2 separate regions of the Mus musculus genome follow, and region 2 is linked to region 1. The links are chromatin contacts, called in public Hi-C maps. All regions are on one chromosome and are shown on one strand. The core of a region is the stretch at or near the end of the contact, and the rest is flanking DNA. Distances in the headings are between cores, read along the strand shown. Region 1 has its middle 25 kb from the start of Gm31568. Region 2 has its middle 120 kb from the start of Gm25611.

Region 1 (4,489 bases), core at 848-3,347:
GCCCTGAGAAAGCACTTTGCACTTGTGAATTTATGGGTTACCAGCCGCCATTTGAAGAACTTGTTTTGGGCTCCGTTTCATACCTGAGGAAACTGGGGGACATAGACTTTATTTCCTCTTTTCAAATCTGGCTGGGAGATCCAGGGATCTAGGGAGATTTTTAGAAATGTATCGTTAAAATTCTTGGTTCCCCATCCTAAAAACATAGCAACTAATTTTGTTTTACATTATCAGTCTTTGGCGAAAACTCGGTCACTCGAGGGAATACATGCTTGCTTGATCTGACAAGATGAGAATCAAATCTATCTTCAGTCTCTATGATCACTAGACCACTCTATAGCTCTAAATCTTTGCTCACAAAGAACATTGACCTCTGTCCCCAGGGTCTACTTGGAGCCACATGGGGGAAGCTGGTTCTCTATGATCACATTGGACCACTGCATAAGGATCAGACCTGGGCGTATATTTGCTCATTAGAGGTCACGCTGCAGTTTCTTCTGATAAGAACAGGGAAGACTCATATCAGATTATCAATATTTTCTTTTAAAAGGCAATAGGAGAAAGAATCCCATAGCCAAGGAAAAGAAATGTAAAAGATCTTGGAAAATTCAGTTTGCCAGTGAGCTAGAATTTTCTGCTTTTCTCAATATCCTAGTTCAATGGATTGACAAGATTTGTAAGTGACCACACTGATCAGTAACCAGATACTCCCCTGCCCTCACCAATGACACAAGAATATGGGAGAAATTACTCCGGGCATCTCAGACTTCTCTCCTTTGACTCATTCTGCCACCCAGAGGAGACTCTATTTTCTAATTGACATTAAAAAAAATAGTATTAAGGAACAATACATGCCAGAGAAAGTACTTTCAAACTTGAACAATGATGAATCATGTAGAGAGCTTGTTGAAATTCATATCATGACTCAGTTGGGCTCAGACTTGTTCCCACATTCAGATGCCGGTCACTAAATTCAACCACCATATTCTTTGAGTCAGGAAATGATCGCTCCCACAGAAAAGGGATGAGGTAACGATGTCATACAAGACTCAGTCAGCCACCAGTCAGAGCAGAAACTGAACCAGTTCCTGGGGGCTGGTTTGGGGGGGGGGCAGGTTTTAAATGTGAATTTGTTTTAAAGTTGCAGTCAGTTGAAGGTATATCTGTATTACAGATGCATGCAAGTAAGGCTCCACTCCACTAAAAAGTAGAAATTATTTACCTGGAGTTATTTTTTTTTTATGTTGCTGTTAGTGTTTTATTTTTTTTATTTTTTTTATTACGTATTTTCTTCAATTACATTTCCAATGCTATCCCAAAAGTCCCCCCCCCACTCCCCTACCCACCCATTCCCATTTTTTGGCCCTGGCATTCCCCTGTACTGGGGCATATAACGTTTGCCTGACCAATTTACCTGGAATTATTAACTGGGAAAGATAAGCAACTCAAACACCAATTGCTACACTGCTTTGCTTGAACCACAACATGAGGAATGGCATACAATCTAAAATGGAAAAAAATCTCTAGAAAACTTGGAAGTAAGGGGCTACATGCCAGCACGTTACTGGGAAATTAATGTAGTCAGGGTAATAAACTCTCACTGAACTGAAACAGAGATATGCAGAGTCACCTTAAGAAAATAGAAACTCGACAAAGCCCACAGCACCTGGCTCCAGACTAATTCGAGGAGCTGATATATCTAAGGAAAAGAAGTATTCTTCATAAAGTTGGCCAGCATAGAGGCTTATAAAAGGCTAATCACGGTGTCTGTTTACTGGGAAAAGAGCCCCAGCTCAAGAATGTAGGAAAGCTGGCATCATCTATCCTCATCATGGGAAAAGCCGACTTACAGGACAGAACTAGTAGACTACAGCTCATTCTATGAATCTCGTTGAGGGGGTAAGATTTCACTAAGACAAAGGGACATGGTTTATTTCTACAGAGGCAGAGCTATGGCTGCTTTGTCACTATAGTTTGAAGAAGGGCTATATGGCTCACAAAACCTAAAACATTTGTTGTCTGACTGTTTAGAGAAGAACTTTCAAAACTTTATAAAACCCTTAACCAGGTAATTGGTTCCCGTCACTTTGATTCCACGCACCTCAAGCAAACTCGTGGTTTCGGTTTTGTTTCATAGGTCAGACACCAACAGCGGCAAGTGTCTCCCACAGCTCTTGGTTATTTTTAACTTATTTCTAGCCTAGATTTGGGGATTATTTTTTTTTTCTCATAGTGTCTGGGAGCTTGCCCTATCTGAATCATTTCCGTGAGTAATAGTTAGTTCCCTTTTCAATATGCTTTGTAAAATAAAGAAAATGAAACGCAATTCCCTGCACTTAGGAGGAAAACAGCTATGCATGTCGACTGTAGTAGGCTTCTTACTCATTCTGGAAAAGATCGGGGTTAAGGGCGAGCAGCAGGCCAGGGCCCAAAGCTGCACTTCACAGGGTTCTGTTTACTTCGGTTGTCATAGGAGCAGGACCCATCTTTACTCCCACGAAGGAAGGCAGACAGTCTCCCCAGATTCCAATGTTTCATTTCTGACTCGTAGAAGTCTCTGCTTTATTTTTAAACTTGACTTTTTCTTTTACTTCTTTCGATATTTTTATTTGAATTTCACATCTTCATGTGTTTGGCACAGATAAGATCCTCATATGAGCAGAACACGGTATGCTAGTTGCAAATTCCTTTCAATGACTCCCAGCAGGATCCATTTACTTGCTATAATTTATTGGATATTTTATCATTGTATAACCAACATTTGTTGAGTATATACCACATTGTGGATACCATAGCTAGTTTAGCCATCTGCAGGAAACGTTTGTTTCCTTTGTAGAGTCCATGGTTAAAGTATAATGGGGTGAATTTGACAACTCATCCTATATTAAGACACTCAACCCCTCCAAATTTCCTTAACAGCTAAGTTATTCTTTTCTAATAGATCTTTCACACATCTTTGATAACAGTCATGAAATAATACCTTGATAACCTACAAGGTAAGACATAATTTTCACATCTATCGCGCTGTCAATAAGGACAGTATTTATATTTGTATTTTGTTGTTTATTTATTGCATTCCACAGATGTCACAACAGCCTCTTTCCCTCAATGCAGCATCTCTAAGCATGGTGGGGAACAGTTTCCTGTTGGTGCACCGGGCTCTTTATGAATTTATCCATTTCACACTGAGAACTATCTAATTGTCTTTAGCTTCCATCTAAGGCAGTCCAATGGCCTTGCCTCTGAGTCACTGTGGAGTTTGGCCTGGTGATCCCTTCAGTACAGTAGACTGGAGATACAGAACTGACATCCTTCCCAGTGTTTTGCAAGCTTTGGGTGGCTCGTGTGGCTGTAGAGTTAACGGTGCCATCCAGAACACTCAGCAATATTTTCCCATTTAGAGGAAGAGCAAAAGGAGGAGGGAACTTAATGGAAATATAGCTGAACCAAATAGGATCTGTTCCAGCATTTTTCAATACAAAATAATGCAAACCTCTTAGCCATTAAGTCGCAGCTTAAGACAAAGTGCTTGAAATTACCTGTCATCACAGATTTTTTTACTGGTAGAAAGAAAAGCCCTCACGGTGTATTTTCAACTAACCGTATTGCCACCTAGTGGCCATTGAGGAAAATTAGTATCAGAAAATTGGAAGCAACTTTAGAAATGAAGACATTAGTAATACTGACAATAACTGCTAAGACTTACTGGATGTCTACAGTGTTCCTTGACTCTGTGCTCAAAACTGTATGTGTACTATCTAATTTATTCTCTTGACCATCCCCATTCCGTGGATGAACAAAAGAGGACTTTACAGGTTAGTTAGCATGTCATCTTTACACATCTACATAGCTAGCTACATAGATTCATAGTCAAGTCTACTGCATTTATTGAACGCTGTCGATGGTTGCAAAAAACGTCAGCTTAGACTAAAAGAACACGGTCGATAAACTGAAGCAAATTCACCCCCAAATGTTAGCATTTAAAGGAAATCACAACCTGCACTTTTCCACATAGGAAATAACCCACAACACATTCTAATCCTCTCCCAACTGATTTTCAATTGTGTAGTAATTAAAAAAAAGAAAACACATCTGGCATCTCTGAAACAGAATGGGTTCATTCGTTCATACAACAAGCTAAGCTTGGAAGATTGCTCTGTCATCAAGGTGCTTGGCGCAGTCATCAGCACCTGAGCTCAGATGCACTACACTCAAGCTACTGCGTATTCGTCTGAAATCCCAACACTGGGGAGGTGGAGGCTGGAAGATCCCAAGAGCTTTCCAGGCATGCCAATGTATTCAAAGAGGCAAGCTTCAGGCTCAATGATAGACCTTGTCTCAAAAGACAGATAGAGGGGGATAGACAGATGGCTGAGACCTCAAGAGTGAGGAACTGCTCTCATAGAAGTCTGGATTTGGATTCTAAGCACCCACACAGTACAAATAAACTGCAACTAAAGACTCCAGCAGGTCTCCGGCCTCATTGGCA
Region 2 (4,489 bases), core at 1,336-3,835, 510 kb before region 1:
TTCATGTATGACATTCTAAAAACAAACAAACGCCTATAAATCAGACAGTCACACAAACAAACAAGAACCATTGGCAGGCATTCTTTCTATTAGGATAATCCTCATTTGGCACTTTCCCTTCCTTTCCTTCTCCCTCTCCCTTTTCTTGTTTTCTTTTCTCTATCTTTCTCTTCCTTTTTCCCCACTCAGGCACTTTGAATATTTCTGTATCTGTTTTAAAGAAAGCCCCGATTTTCCTCCGTAGGGCACTTGCATCTTGTCTGTAGCCTGCTCTTCTTGCTCTTGCTGCCTACCTGTCGGCTCAGAGTGGTGTATTGAAAGGAACCCTAGGGTAAGACTGAGAACTCAAACTTTTCTTTCTGCTCCTCCGATATGCAGTTGTAGGTGAGTCAGGACTCTGAGCCCGCTGGCTTCTTCATCTGTGGAAATCCATAAACATGTCTTCGTGTTCTATTAAAAGGTCTTTCTGTTTTTTTTCATTCATGTCTCAGCATCTGTTGAGTCTTTGCTACTATATCCTGCCTACGGAGAGCATTTAAACATTGCTTCAGCTAATATATTCAAGAAGTAGATGTTACAGTTTGACATTATAAGCTTATAAAGCTGGAAATCATCTTTGAATTAGAACTGTTTTTGCCAAGTGCACACATTTTGCTCAACATTCATAATTTTCTGAATCGTCTCAATGAATCAGTGCTCATTAATTTACATTTTAATTCTATTATCTTTAGGAAAAATAATTCTAAGTGTTTAGCTACAATAAATATTACTAAATGTATACCAAATACAATTATCATTTATGTATTTTATTCCTTTCTTTATCTCCATGCATTGTAACAGTCACTGATGTAACTGATGCCATCTATGGTTGACGATGACTCATTTGGTTTCCCAAATTTGCAAGCTCATTACCATTAATGTATTTGAGCCCCCTTTCCCAAACAGCACCCTGGGTTAAGTGGGACCTCATCTTTAAAGTATTCACTCTGTCCTGCTTCTTTCTTTATTGTTGTGACCTAGAAATTTACAAAAAGAAACTTAAGGAATGGAGGCAATGTTCTGTCTCACAGTTTGAGGGGACAAAGCCCTTCATGATGGCACAAGTGTCAGATGGCTGACCACGCCACATATACAGCCAGGAACCATAGACAGAGATGAATGCTGATATTCAATTTGATGTGTTTTGGTTTTTTTTTTTTTTTTCTATTTTATTCAGTCCCAGATCTTTGACTGTGGAATGGTGCTGACTATATTTAGGGTGAGTCTTCCCACATCAACTAACCCAGTTTAGAGTTTTCCTTGCAGACATGCCCAGTGATTTATTTCTTCGGTGACTCTAAATCCCATAAGATTGACAATCATGATTAAATATTACACATGGCATGTAAATAAAATGTATATCTAAGTAAAATGTTAATATGGCATTTTAATCTCATGCACACTTCAGTTGAGGTGTGCACATAAAATATGAAATATGAAAGGAAACCTGCTGTCTCATCGTGGTTATTTCAGTAAGTTTTTCTTTTCAACATCAACTTTTTTGCCTCTGATAAGGAAGTTGTATTCGTGGTTGTTGGTCAGAGACCCATGTGCACAATCCACCTGCTAAGGGTTAGCTTTCATGGTTTGTAGTGATAAAATCTGTTTCAGACTTCACAGCCGGAGAAGAGATGCTCCCCATGAATTATCTAGCCAATCGATACAAGATTTAAACATTTCAGGCTTCGGGAGAGGGTTTACTGTTTATCTCCTTCTCACTTCAGGGAGGGCTCAGTCAGTGACGAAGCTGGAAGATAGCTCCTAAACCCAATCCTTCTTCTGCCACATTATCTGTGTGAGACAATGATCTAAACACAAAAATAAGGCTTTGTGTAGCAGGGAGCTTGATAGCAGAGGCCAGCAAACAATCACCTGCAGACCAGATGTGACCTGCATGTGTTTTGTAAGTAGTTGGAGGCACAGCTATTTTGATGGCTACACCTATTGCTGTGGCTGCTGTTTTGCAATGTCCAGTGGGAAAAAAAAAACCAAAAAACAAAAGAGGAACCCCCCCAAAACAAAAAATAAAACAAAATAAAGCAAAACAAACAAACCAATAACAAAAAGACCTCACTGTACAGTCCACAAAGCTTAAAATATTCCATGCTATCTACACAGAAAAAAAAATCTTCCAACTTTGTTTAACAGATCAACATACCTTTGCACTTGCTATTTATTTTATTTTTAATTTCAGAACAAACATAGTGATCTGTGTGGAAACATGGTTCTTGCTATGTTGCCTCTTACAGTCAAGTACTCATGTGGGGAGGAGAAGAGAAAATACTCCAAAAGACTTCAGTATAGCGATCATATGGTTCATTCTGTTATGTTCTTTATAGCAATTGTCAGTCCTTGTTTTCATTTGTGTGTGTGTATGTGTGTGTGTGTGTGTGTGTGTGTGTGTGTGTGTGTGTACCTGTGCATGTAGATAAATGTTCCCTCGGAAACCCAAAGTACATTGCATCATCTGAACCTTGAATTGAAAGCAGATGTGAGCCTCCCATCATGGGTGTGTCCTCTGGAGAAGCAGCAGTATTCAGTTTCTGAACTGCCCAGTCACCTCCCATGCCCTGTTTGCAGCCTAGGCAAACCCTAGAAGCATGAGTGCATAAACTCGATTAAGTTCTTTCCTTAGCACTCTAATTTAAAAACAGTTTCCCAGTAAAAGTAGCACAGAGAGAATTTCTTTCTTCTTTTTTTTTTTTCCTTTTTAAAAAAAAAATCTTTAATCATTGTTTTTACAGCACAGTCTTTATTCCCCTTCAGGTCCACCCTCTAACTATTTCTCATCTCATACCTCCTCCCTCTTCTCCAAGAGGATGTCCCCACCCCCAACCCCCACCCCACCATATCTCCCCACTCCCTGGGGGGCCTCAAGTCTCTCCAGAATAAGGTGCTTCTTCTCTCACCGGCGCCAGACCAGGAAGTCCTCTGGTATATATGTGTTGGGGACCTCATATCAGCTCCTGCATGCTGCCTGGTTGGTGGCCCAGTATCTGAGAGATCTCAGGGGACCAGGTCAGTTGAGACTGCTGGTCTTCCTAAAGCGTCACCCTTCTCCACAACTACTTACAGATTTTTCCTAATTCAACCCTAGGGGCCAGTCATTGAACCTCCTTTCCCTCAGGCTTTTCTCCATTTTTTTCCCCCTGCAGTTCTTTCAGACAAGAACAATTCTGGGTCAGAGCTTTTGGTAGTGGGATGGCAACCTCAGCCCTCCACTTGACACCCTGTCTTTCTACTAGAGGTAAACTCTACAAGTTCCCTCTCCTCACTGTAGGGGATTTCATCTAAGATCCCTCAGTTTAAGTCCTGAGAGGCTCTCACCTCCCAGGTCTCTGGTACACTCTATAGGGTGCCTCCAACTCCTACCTCCTGAGGTTGCCTGTTTCCATTCTTTCTGCTGGCCTTCAGGACTTCAGCCCTCCCTCCCCACTACCTGATCTTGTTCCCTCTCCCATCCATGTGCCTCCCTCCCTCTGCCTCCTGATTGCTTTTTTCTCCCTCCAAGTGGGATTGAAGCATCCTCACTTGGGCCCTTTGGTTTGTTAACTTTCTTTAGTTCTGTGGATTGTTTCCTGGAGATTCTGTTCTTTTAAAGCTAATATCCACTTATTAGTGAGTACATACCATGCATGCACCTTTGGGTGTGAATTGCCTCACTCAGGATGATATTTTATAATTACATCCATTTGCCTGTAAAAACTCATGACGTCCTCATCCTTCATAACTGGATAGTATTTCATTGCGTAAGTGAACCACATCTTCTGTTTCTATTCTTCCATTGTGGGACATCTGGGTTGTTTCTAGATTCTATCTATCAGACATAATGCCACCATGTCCATAATGAAGTGCATAATCTTGTAGCATGGTGGAGCATCTTTTGGGTATATGCCTAAGAGTGGTATAGTGGGGTCTTCAGGGAGCTCTGTTTCTAATTTTCTGAGGAACCTCCAAATTGATTTCCAGAGTGGTTGTACCAGTTTGCAATCCCCACCCCCCCCCCATGGAGGTGTGTTCCTCTTTCTCCATATCCTTGCCAACATGTGCTGTCACCTTAGTTTTTTAATCTTGCCATACTGATTGGTATAAGGTGAAATCTCAGGGTCATTTTAATTTGCACTTCTCTGGTAACTAAGGACTTTGAACATTTCTTTAAGTGCTTCTCAGCTATTTGATATTCCTGTTGTGAATTCTCTGTTTAGTTCTATACCCCATTTTTGGTTGGGTTGTTTGGGTTTTTGTGGTGTTAGCTTCTTGAGATCTTTATGTATTTTGGATATTAATCATCTTTCAGACGTGGGGTTAGTGAAGTTTTTTTTTTTTCTTTCTCAATCTGTAGGTTGCCAATTTGTTCTATTGACTATGTACTTTGCTGTACAGAAGCTTTTCAGTTTCATGAGGTCCTGTTTATCAATTCTTGATCTTAGAGTCTGAGCCATTGGAATTC

The links. A called contact is a pair of places that touch in the nucleus more often than the background predicts.
Region 2: a Hi-C map of the G1E-ER4 cell line shows a contact between it and region 1, with 2.2 times the contacts expected there. A contact is called at or near these places in 4 of 484 Hi-C or Micro-C datasets (the G1E-ER4 cell line and myeloid progenitors) and 2 of 130 datasets of targeted methods (embryonic stem cells and large pre-B cells).

What each region holds. Positions count from the first base shown.
Region 1 is chr19:35,124,624-35,129,112 of GRCm38.p6, reverse strand. No RefSeq gene overlaps it. Among named protein-coding and RNA genes, the nearest start is that of Gm31568, 25 kb to the left of the region's middle.
Region 2 is chr19:35,638,192-35,642,680 of GRCm38.p6, reverse strand. No RefSeq gene overlaps it. Among named protein-coding and RNA genes, the nearest start is that of Gm25611, 120 kb to the left of the region's middle.